Linked DNA regions of Mus musculus: region 2 is linked to region 1. A link is a contact called in public Hi-C data. All regions are on one chromosome and are shown on one strand. The core of a region is the stretch at or near the end of the contact, and the rest is flanking DNA. Distances in the headings are between cores, read along the strand shown. Region 1 has its middle 17 kb from the start of Mtmr7. Region 2 holds the start of Mtus1 (mitochondrial tumor suppressor 1).

Region 1 (6,036 bases), core at 3,425-5,924:
TTTGTTGGGTTGGTGTTGATGTTGTGGGATAATTTGTCACAGCGGTGAGAAAGAATAAGCAATGTAAAGTGTCTTTCTCCTATGATACTTATGAACCTGTAATGTTCCAGTTGTCTTATTTATTTATATCACTGTCTTGGGGCTTCTGTTGCTGGGACAAGACCCTGTGATCACCAAGAAAAGCAGTAGTAGTGGAGTGGGGACAGCTGGAGCCTAGAAGACAAGCAGCGTGTGCTGCATAGGACAGAGCCAGAGAGGTGATCCAAGCCCTTTGGAAGTGCCCAGAAGATCACTGAGTTATTTACAATTGGAGTTTGATTTTGTGACTGCATCCTGGTTCTTCCCTCCCCACCCCCACCCCTGCCAAGAACATATTTAACTTAATTTTTATTTTTATAGGCATCCACGGCTAAAGGACTTTGAGCCTTTAAAGAAAATTTTGTATTTTTGAAGAGTGTGAATATTTTTTTTTTTTTTTTTTTTGGTTTTTCGAGACAGGGCTTCTCTGTATAGCCCTGGCTGTCCTGGACTTCACTTCGTAGAGCAGGCTGGCCTCGAACTCAGAAATCCGCCTGCCTCTGCCTCCCGAGTGCTGGGATTAAAGGCGTGCGCCACCACGCCCGGCGGTGAGTGTGACTATTTTAAAGAGACTGAACTTGTAATGTGTTTGATTTTGTAAGGACTGTGAGACTTAATATCAACATTTCAACTTGGGAGATGGATGAAGGGAAGGTTCTAATTGAAAAGTGATGTGTTTTCGAGGCAAGTTCGCAAGGAGTCATTTGTGCTGGCTGGTTTGTGTTAGCTTCACACAAGCTAGAGTCATCAGACAGGAGGGAGCATCAGTGGAGAAAATGTCTCCATATGTAAGGTGTTTTCTTAATTGGTGATCCATGAGCGAATCCCAACCATTGTGGGTGGTGCTATTGTAAGACTCTGGCGAGCCTTAGCTTCCAGGGACGCCCCGAGTGAACCTCGAGGAGCTGAGAATCGATGCAAAAAAAATAAGAGGAATTTATTGTTCCAATGTGTTGGGGTCGTCCTCCACTCGAAGGAGAGGTGGCGACCCTAGGGACCTCGGTCGGTGAGCTTTTATACAGTTTTCAGAGCAGCAGCCATTAGGCACAATGTGATTGGCAGAACAGTGTGACGTTTAAACTGATTGGTCTTTAGGGCGGCAAGAACTCCCCTTGTCTGTAGGTGGCCAATGTGTCTATGTGCTCTGGGCCTCCCCCAACCCGCAGGTGGCTGGCTGATGGCTGATGGTGGGTTCCCCCACCTGTGGTTGGAGGAATGTTAATTAGCCTCTCCCTTCCCGGAGGGGAGGGGTGCTCAAGTGTTAGTTCCTGAGCTGACCTCTTCACCATCCCCCATGAGGTGGTACTGAGTTCTGTAAGAAAGCAAGCTGAACAAGCCCAGAGAAGCAAGCAGCGCTACTCCAAGGTGCCTTTCATGGGCTTCTGCCTGCAGATTCTGTCCTGCAGGGTTCCTGCCCACACTGCTTTTGATAATGAACTGTTTGGAACTGCTTTGGTCGGGGCGTTTCATCTCAGCAATAGTAGCCCTAAGACACCATCCACCTTACAATCGCACTAATAGAGAAACCAGTAGGCATTCAGGAAGAAAACTGAACGAAGCCTATACAGTAAGTCTAAGAAACTCAGCTCTTTGTACTTTTATTTTTAAATCCTTCCTCAGCAGCTACTGGGTTGCAAATACTCTAAGCCTTTGCTTGTGTGCTGTTAACAACCTTGCAGACTACCTCTTGATCCTTTCATATCATCTAGACGTTTGAATTTGTTCCAACCTGCTTAACCCGTTTAATGAAACAGCCAATAGCTGATTGGCCCCGTGGCTCCACAGCAAGAGGTAATTACTGCTTAGTTGGCTGCCTGCTCAGTATACTCAGCTGCATATTGCTTTCTGAAGCCTGGGGGAATCTTGTAATTGCCCTTTGGTGACAGCAGTCATTTCCTGCCCGGATTTTTAAACTTAACTATGATCCTGCCACATCTCTTTGGAAGCTGTAGCTGTTGTGCAGTGTTACCATTGAGTCATTTTGGATCTGTCCGCCATGTGGATAGCATAGACTCCCAAGACATTGGTCCCACATTCTCCTTTGAAGAGACAACTCTAAAAGGGATTTGATTTGCAAAATTTCCCAGCCAATGATCTCACCAAGAGGGGAGAAAATAGAGTTATATGAACAGGTGTATTCACGAAATCCTTGCTCTCGGTGAACTGATGAGTCTTTCAACCTGCCTGCCACATCATTTCAAATGTGTTGCTACTGAGAAGACTACATGCCCACTGCCTTTAATCTTCACAAGCTGTTTTGTTTCAAATTATGTACTTTAAAACATTTCATTAAAATTTTGAATAATTCTAAAAAGCAATAGCTTTTAAAACAATCTTTTGTGAGCAACTAGATTATACTACTACCACTGAGCAGAAAGGTATATTAAATTCAAATCCAATTTCTTTTTCCTTTTTTTTTTTTTTTTTTTTTTTTTTTTTTTTCCTGAGACAGGGTTTCTCTGTGTAGCCTTGGCTGTCCTGGAACTCACTTTGTAGACTAAGCTGGCCTCGAACTCAGAAATCTGCTTGCCTCTGCCTCCCGAGTGCTGGGATTAAAGGCGTGTGCCACCACGCCTGGCTCAAATCCAATTTCTTTATTTGAAAACTTTTTTTATTATGCCAGGAATGTAGGTTGGTTTAAGAATAAACTATAGGATTTGGAGAAGTGACTCAACAGTTAAGAGTACTCTTGCTCGGGATCCGATTTCAGTTCCCAGTACCCACATGGTAGCTTACAACAATCCTAACTCCAGTTCCCAGGGATCCAATGCCTTCGTCTGACTCCCAGGGTACCAGACATGCATATGGTACAAATTCATGCATATAAGCAAAACACTCATACACATAAGTTAGAATTGATGCGTATCATTTAAAATAAAAGAATAAAAATATAGATAAAATTCATCATAGTATTAGACTAAAGAAAAATAAAACAAATCTGTATTGCCTTCTTAACAGATACAGAAAAGTCATCTCACAAAGTAATATCATTCCCAATTTAAAAAAAAAAATGATGTTAGGCAACTTAGGCAGAGAGACCTACCCTTACCTGATAAAGTCTACAAAGATGCAGACAAAACAATCATACACATAAAATAGATAATTCTAAAGACAAATTAAAAAAACATTTGTCCAGTGAGTTGTGGAGGACTAAGGACCAACATAAAATTTGAAATCATAAGCAATAGCACCATGTATTCTGGTATAGTTTATAATTTTTTTTCATAATAACACTGTAAAGAAAGACTATAGACAAGCCGGGCGTGGTGGTGCACGCCTTTAATCCCAGCACTCGGGAGGCAGAGGCAGGCGGATTTCTGAGTTCGAGGCCAGCCTGGTCTACAAAGTGAGTTCCAGGCCAGCCACGGCTATGCAGAGAAACCCTGTCTCAAAAAACAAAAAAAACAAAAACAAAAAAAGAAAGAAAAAGAAAGACTATAGACATTGTGATAATTATGAGGGAAAATCTTAATTTTGTTTTCTTAAGAAGTACGATAGCTAAGTTATATAGTTATATTCAGAATCACAGGTCCTAACTCACACTCTCACACCCGTTCTTCCACTGGCACAGCTGTTGATGAGGTCACCATGTTACTAGTGATGCTAACGTTCTGGAATCACATAATCCATTGGAATTTTTCACCCAAGGGATCACGTCTTGTTAGAGGGTCAAGGGAAGTGTCTGAGTCTCAACTTCACAGAGATATGTCACATCAGCGCAGGGACAACATTTATAGTGATTTACGTCACAGTAATAGTAGCTGACGTTAGTAGTAAATTACAGTATAGAGGGAAATGTCAAATAAGATATAAAATAAACCAAATCTTTAGATTTTTAATATCACATAACTGTTTCTGTAGCCTCCCCCAGCCTCAAAGCAGGCTGATCCAGACTTTGACCTTGCTTGCCACTAAGAAAATTACCTAGGGTGGAGCCTTCCGACCTAGATGGCTCTATTGTTCTGTCACCAGCCACTGCTCTCCTCCAAGACACTGCTACCTGCTGCGAGGCCCTTGAGATATTCTGGAGGAACATCCTATCTATCTCCAGATACCAAGAATGGACTTACGGGGGATGGGCCTTCCCCCTTATAAGCACACTCTCTTAGCTTGATCAGTACCTTTGTCTTGGCTCCGTTTTCTCTCTCTAGTTTCTCTCTTTTCAGCCCCAGCCTACCTCTCAGGTGTACCCGATTCAAGTAGGCCGCGGGCGGGCATACAACATGTTTCAATATCTCCTCCCTTTCTCTCTCCCCCACTCTTCCTTTATGCCAAATACAAAAATTTCAAATGATTAACTTACGGAAATTATTGGCTCATGAATAAACTATGAAGATTTTAAAGTCTAAAAGACTTGGCGTTGCTGGCAGCCTCTAAGAGAAACGTAGGAGAAGATCCAGGGTCTATGTGAGTTCATTTCACATGGTAGCTGTCTGTTAAACGTTTGTTGAATTAGCCAATTATTCAGATCAACAAATATTTGCTGAGCTAAACTCTGTGGAAGCCACAGGAAGAAAAGGTCTTGTCCTCACGCATCAACGACCTTCCTGAGGAAAACCAGCACCCACACCAGGACTCTGAAAGCCAACTGTGTAAGAGGTTGGGCAGTTAACAAATGGCAAACAATTGCAAGCTTAGCTGGTGGGTCACAGAAAGCCAAGGACTGCACAGTGAAAACAGCCATTCAACAAGAGCACCTCAGGTGAATGGATTACGACGAAGATGGCGACGAAGATGGCCTCAATCGAGCCCCAAAGAATGGCTATAAAGCCTTAGAAAGAGGAAAAATTCTGAAGGAGCTCTCCTCTCAACAGCTCAGAACAGAAAAACACAAAAGCTGTCTACTCAAGTAAGGCCTGTGTTCATTTAAGGCAGGGAGTGTTTGAGATGAAATTGCGTGTGCCAAAACAATTGTCGCTCTTTAGTTACAAATGCCAAAGAAGTGAAATGAAGGGGCAGAGATGTAGCTTAGGGTGCTTAGCTTGCCTAGCAAGTACCAGGTCCAAAACCAGGTAAAATTAAAACATCTCAAGTTCTCGATAGGACCTTGGAGACTAAATAAGTAAATTAGGTAAAATCCAAGTTAAAAATAGGATCACTATCTTTTTATGATTTTCTTTTAATTACTTTGTAAAACTTTATTCAAAAGACTTAATGGAAGGCTAGTGAGATGGTTGGGTGAGGAAAGGTGGCTGTCCCCGACTCTGATGGGCCTGAGTTTTATATTCAGGACCCATATGCTAGAAGGCAAGAACCAGCTCTCTCAAGTGGACCTCTAACTACAAGCACACTGTAGCATGAAGTTTTGGCCCCACAGTTACACACACACACACACACACACACACACACGTAATAAATTTTAAAAAACTTTTAAAAAAGATAAATATCATTTGGATGAGTAATTACTCTTTTCTAGGGTTTTGTCTTTGATTTAAGATTTAAACTATAGCCCCAAACACTGTTCATGAGGAGTAAAAATGGAGATTATTTAAATTATCAGCAACTTACCTCTCCTTTGTGAAGGTGAATACTCAATATGACACACTGAAATCAGAATTCCCTGCCTGTCTTTCAATTTTTATGTTTTTTGTTGAGACTATGTATTATAAGGTTGTTTTTTTGCTTGCTTCTCTTTCATTCACTAGCTGAACATCAGTTAGTCATCTGATCCATTCCATTCACTCTCAGACCACTTTGTTTTCTGAATCTGCAAAGAGCTTTAGTCCCAAGCACACTCTACTCCATGTGTTCTCAACCTGTAGGGTCAAACGACCCTTTCCCAGGGGTCCCACATCAGATACTTACATTGAGATTCATAAGAGTAGCAAGAGTACAGTTAGGAAGTAGTATCGAAGTAAGGTTATGCTTAGGGTCCCGACAGCGTGAGGAACCTGTATAAAGGGCTGCAGCATTAGGAAGACTGAGAACTGTTGCTCTACCTGGGAAGTGGGCCTTGCA
Region 2 (6,148 bases), core at 2,981-5,480, 480 kb after region 1:
GGATTTACATTTTTCTCAGATTTTGTTGTTTTGATTGTATAGCACCTAAGTTTCTCAGACTTTGTTGTTTTGATTGTATAGCACCTACATTTCTTGGCTAAGCACAAGATTTCAGGCACCTGGCTTTAATCTCAGCAGGGTGGAGGCAGAATCTGTCAGTTCTCTGTGAGGTGAAGGCCAAACTTGGTCAAGAGATTTCAAGAAAGTCCAAATCAACTAACATTTGCTGGCCATCTGAAACTCTAACCATTTGAGCTGTTACAGAGAAATCTTTAAAGGTATGTTCTCTGAACAGTCCCACCAGATGTGAAAGTTGCAGCTCTCTGTAGACTTTGACAATTTACTTTTTGAGACAAAGACTCATGTAAACCCAGCTAGCCACACTTTAGGCTGTAGCCAACACTGGTCTTGATCTTACTGCATCTACCTCCCCAGTGCTACAACTGCAGGCATACATCCTGAGACCTGGCTATGTAGTCATGCTCTAACCAACCACACATGGTCCATTGCCACACAGCTACTGGATAAGGAGGAGAATGCTGTCTCTTTCCAAGCCAATGGCTACTACTTGATTTTGGATCATACACACAATGTTACCTCTTTGGATACCATAAAAATGCTAGGTAAGGGGCTAGAGAGAAGAGTCTGTGGTTAACAGTGGTTCTTACAGAGGACCTTGGCTCAGCTTCCAATAACGACATGCTGGCTCACAACCACATGTAAGTCCAGTTCCAGGGGATGTGACACCCTGTTCTGACCTCCATGAACATCAGACATGCATGTGGTACATATTCAAGCTAAACATTCATACACATAAAACAAATTCCAAACAATGTGATGCCAATTGAAAAGTTTCTTCAAAGACATCTCTGAACTTTTGAGTTGTTGGCTCTATTGGTAGCAAAGAACACATTAAAATATTCATCAATGAATTCAAAAGCTCACAGACGACACAGCCATGCTGATAAGATAGCCAATGAATTAAAAAGGTTTCCCCCAGAATACTAGGAAACACAGATCTGTGGAGTGTTGTCACTGAAAAGATACAAACATGGAATCATCTGATAGAGGTTTAAAGCACTACAAACACCTAGATTCAAGATTGTCTTGATCATTTTCTCAGCTTTAGGGTAGGGCAAGGCAAGACATGATAAGCTTATGGACACATTCTATGGATGGGTTCAACTCAAGCTTTTAGAGTGATTGCAGGGCTTTCTGGACAGAAAGAGATATGAAAAAAATGTCCTAAAGATTAAATAGATGGTTTCAAGATTCCTCAGGTCCCAAAGAATCAGGAAAACCCTCACCCAACATTTATATACAGTTTCCCTAAGTGTTCTGATCTGATTGAGTGCAGGTGCATACAAAGGGCCCAAAGAGGACACTAGTTCCCTAGGGAGCTGGAGTTACAGGCAATCTGTAAGCTTCCTGATGTGGGGGCTGGAAACTAAACCCAGATCTTCTGGAAGAAGCAGACTGTGCCATTTCTCCAAGCCCTAAGACCGTCCTAATGACATATACCATTCTCCACAATTTGTCATTAACATGTGCAAAAGGAAAAAAAAATTGCACAACAGCAGCTACTGCAGAACATAGAAGTTGTAGTCATAGTTCCAGAAGTGACAGCCATATGTGGTTCCTAAACTGTGACTCAGAACTACTAAACATCCATTTTGGGAAAAACCAACATGTTTGACAACACTGAAGTACACTTCTGGAAGTCAACACATCTATAAATGTGTTTACAGGGCAAACACAAATTGAGAAAAATATTTGCAGTATGAACAGATGTATGCCAACCCAACGGCCTGGAGGAGGTTTTTATAAGTAGAAAAATGCCAATATCCCAAGAGGAAAATGTGATGCTACACTGAAATAAAAGGAAAACTATCCCGATGTAGTAGCACATGCCTTTAATCCCAGCACTTGGGAGGCAGAGGCAAGCAGATCTCTGAGTTCAAGGCCAGCCTGGTTTACAGGACAAATTTGAAGATAGTCAAGGCTACACAAAGAAACCCTGTCTCAAAATGAAAAGAAAACAAGAAAAGGAACTAGAAACCCATGTGGGGTACTTGATAACATTTGCAATCCTAGAAATGGAAACATAAATACCAAGATTGCACTCTTCACCTATAAAGCTGGCAATACTACTTCCTTTTAAGGGTGTTAGAAAGACGGTAACACAAGAGCCAGTTCTGGTCTGCTTAGTTTGACTAAGGCGTTTTGGAGACCAAAGTTCAATATTTTTAAAAGAAACTTTTGCACCACTAATTGTGATTTCCAAGGACTTTATCCTAAGGAAACCTACCTTGCAGACAAAATTTTAAAAGCGATTAAGGGTTGCAATAGCATATTTAATTACAGTAACTGAAAATGAAAAGATCAGCTTGTAAAACAAGGTTAAGTAAATCGACACGTGTATAGAATATAATGTGTAACACTTATTAAGATTTTGAAGGCTTTATATAATGGGGGAATTTTCATTATAGTTTACAAAGGGGAGAAAAAGAGAAATGGTGGGATTGACTCTTATTTTCCTGAATGTATCAAACTGTATACATCAGCGGTCCATTCCGGTTGAAATCAGAGCTCTCAGGGTTACTAATCAACATGCTTCTTAAAAGCTTAATTCTTGTAACTCTAGTTTCCAAAAAGTCTACAAGAAATTTATCCAGAATTTCACAATCCTAGCTAAACCCTACAAAAATTATCCTTGAATTCCTAACGGTTAATTAAAAGGTACAGACCTCTCCCAAACACAATTTGTTTCCCACATAAATCTAGTTTTTAAAAGGAACAGGTGAGGGGCTGGGGCAGCTATCAATGATAATCCAGGTGTTTGGTATATACAAAACTCTTCGCTCCATCCATTGAACAAGGGGGTGGGTCACGGGGGGGGGGGGCCGGGGCAGTGGAGAGAGGGTTCAGGTGAAGATCGATACAACATTTTAAAAGTATTTTAAACTAAATTCTATGCCTTTTTTAAAAAAACAGGGCAGGAACAGGTTTTCTTGCATAACTTTTCTTATCGATACAGTTCTTGAGAAATAAATCTGTAAACAAGAAGTTTAAACACACCCACACAACAGAGTACAGATTGCCCTAAAGGGATTGCTGGAGAGAACGGGGATGAACTATTTAAACTGATAACCTATTTGTAAAACATTCCTTACAGAGGTCATATGTTTAGCGGGGGCCCGACCCCACCTCTTTTTTGCCCTCCCACAAGTTGTCTCCGGATCCCCGGAATCCACTCCCACCCCCACCGCGCTGTGATTTGATACCTTGATTGAACTCCAATCACCTGGCAGAACATGAAAGCTCGCTTTCCTCCTGTTTTGCCTAAGACTCTGGTTTTAAGACAAACAAAATACACTGGATTTCCTCTGGTAGAACACAAGACAATTTAAAAGTAGCATTTTGCAGAGTGAGTGCCAGTATGCAAGCTATGTTTACAATTCAATGTGTCACTTTTACAAGTGAAAAGTGAACAGATCACCCTAGTTGGGGGGGGGGGCGCAAAGACTTCGCGGAAATTCGAGCTAAGTCCTCTATTGAGTAATCAATACGGCGACCCTCAACGTGGGCTTTCCCTTAGAGTTTGTAAGAACCCGCAGGCTGCAGGGAGTAAAACCCGCATGAGGACCTGGGGAACTGCACTAATTCCCTTTCTCCCATATTTTCTGCCCTGACTGCTTAGTGGGAATGGACCCCGGCAAGTCGCCCAGCCGGAAGCCTGAGGCTGCCAGGTCCAGAGCCAGAATCCAGCGCTTGGTGGGCGGCTTTCCACCGAGGATGCAAACTTGACAGTTGTCCTTTATCCACAATAAACCCACCGCCTCGGTCACTTTCAAGGTGACAGCAACTGCAGCCCGCTGTCCTGCAGGAGCCCCGCGGGTCCCACGTGAGCTCAGCCTCCCCACTCCTCCTACTTTGAAACCCACTAGGACACCCGCCCCCCTCCCCGGAAAGCCAGTCCGGTCACCGTGAGTGCGTTGCAGTCGCCGCTCCCCAGCTCCTCGTTCTCCGGAGGTCCCCACCGCGGCCGGGATGGGCGACGGAATGGGATCCACTCCGCGCTTGCCCGCAGAGCCGGGGAGCCAGCCCTGGGGGGAGCCACGGCGTTCTGCACCCTCGGCGGGTCCTGCCTTGGAGACGTCTGTACCTGGGGCTTGCAGATCGACCCCAACCCGCACCAGCACCCTGGCGGCCAGGCGGGAACCGGGAACCCGGAGCCCGGGCGTCCCAGCCTCCCCGCCCCGGGCCGCCAGGGGGAGGAGCGAAGGCGGAGGATCCTGGGCTGGGTGGCCTCGCCCCTCGCCCGCGGCGGCTCCTAGAGCCCAGACAAAGGCCAGGTTGCGGGGGGGAGAGGGGGGCAGAAGGGGCAGTGCCCCCCAAAAAAACTAACCTGAGAGACGAGCAGGGGTTCCTTGAGGCACGATGACTCCCGCGGAGCTCCACTACGGTCGCCAGCCGGGTCGGGCTCCCTGGCTAAACGTCAACATAAGCCACAAGCCCCGGGCGTACGTCCTGGATCGCGCTGCACCTGTTGCCACGTGTGTCGCAAAGCCACCGCTGCTGACTGCGCGCTTGGCTGGCTGTCCCGCGCGACCCCAAACCATTCACGTCCTGGTGGGAAAGCTAAGCTCTGCCAAGCCCAACTTTGGGGCCCCAGGACCGTCGGACAGGCTAGCTAGCCAGAGGGAGGATTGGCTCCTCCTGGGTCCCCTCGCAGCCAGAATTCCCTGTCCCGCGAAGGGCTTTGGAGTTGGGAGGTGGGGAAGTTGCAGGCTTATCAGCGTAAGGGTTTATAAGGAAGCAGCACTGATTGTTCTCGGAGAGTCCCACCTGCGCCCTATATTGTCTTCAGACTTCCGAGCAGATTACTAGCGAGCACCTATTAAAGATTAAAGAAACCAGCACTCCGACTGTTAGAAGTTCAGATGGGGGTGGGGTTGGGGTAGTGGGAGAAGCTAGGAAGAGAAGCTAGGTCTGGCCACTTGAAAGCCAAAGTCCTTGTTCTTGAATCAAACTGAGGAAATTTCAGCCTCCACTAAGCATATTTTAATATAAGGTTTTTTCCCTAAAGATTGATAGCCTGCTTGTAACAGATAAAAACATTCCTGAACATGTCAGACAACCCAGAACTCTAAGTTTAATGTATGCATGTGTGTATACATATATAAAACTACGTGGCCTGGGATTGCTGAAAAAGCATTTTCAGTACATTTCTTGGAGCGCAGAGGCGGGGGACGGGGGTGGGGGTGAGGGAGCAGAAGCAGCATTTCAGAGGTTGCCTATACCACGAATGCTGGATGATCTAATAGCTTTGCTGTTTATAGCTTTAAGTGCTTTCACGTGAACAATGATCCATTCTTCGCTCACAAGTAGACCCTGCTGTAAATAGGTTAGATTATTATCTCTATTATTTGAGTGAGGCAACCGAAGCTCAGAAAAGCCAAGTGACTTGCACATGGTCACACTGTGAGGGCAGCCAAGGCAGGCACAAACCCAGCCGAGCAGGCCCGACTCCCCCTTTTTTTCCCTCCATATTCCAGTAGATAACACCTCTTGCTTATCTTTGAAATCCCTGTCGTAATATCAACTCTGTCTGACGTTAGGAAAAAAATCATGTGACTAGTTTTAAAGTGGCACAGCATTAAAAACCATCGGACAATTCTCCCTTGAGCAAAAGGCACCCAACAAAACAAAACCAAAAAAAAAAAAAAGCCCCGGATGTTTTTTTCTGGCAAGTCATGAGATAATTATGCTAATTAGCAACATGCTTCCTCCCTAAGGAAAATCCTCCTTGTGTTAAACATATTATTTAAGCCTTTATAAGCCACGTGCCCCCGATGATTTGGCCCAATATAATCCACACACATCCAGATTCCCACCACCACTGCATTCCATTGTGCGACTTAGTTCTATGTATGAATATGGAATCAGTTTTACTTTTTATTTCTGTAAGATAAATTGAAAGAAGAAAACAAAATTTAAAAAAACAACCACTCACTGAAGTAATTGGAGATACGTCACAGTTTAGAGGCAGTCACGGTGCAGATGTGACTGTCACTTTTTTGAAGGTGTGGAAATCAGAACCTTAGCTTCTCATTGCATTCCCATAATCAGAAGTGATCTGGGGGCA

What was found. Hi-C and Micro-C count contacts between places; a contact is called where the count stands out from the background.
Region 2: a contact with region 1 is called in a Hi-C map of liver, with 1.9 times the contacts expected there. The contact joins the promoter of Mtus1 here to the enhancer-like site in region 1. A contact is called at or near these places in 1 of 484 Hi-C or Micro-C datasets (liver) and 1 of 115 datasets of contacts at active chromatin or transcription factors (bone marrow-derived macrophages).

What each region holds. Positions count from the first base shown.
Region 1 is chr8:40,649,212-40,655,247 of GRCm38.p6, forward strand. No RefSeq gene overlaps it. Among named protein-coding and RNA genes, the nearest start is that of Mtmr7, 17 kb to the left of the region's middle. Within about 2 kb of position 4,675, at least 9 of the 459 cell types and tissues checked have an H3K27ac peak or open chromatin away from gene starts, as enhancers often do. A contact at or near this core is called in liver, where this site is marked.
Region 2 is chr8:41,129,496-41,135,643 of GRCm38.p6, forward strand. Mtus1 (mitochondrial tumor suppressor 1) reads right to left here and starts at 4,231. Exons shown (of 14, transcript NM_001005863.2): 1 at 3,986-4,231.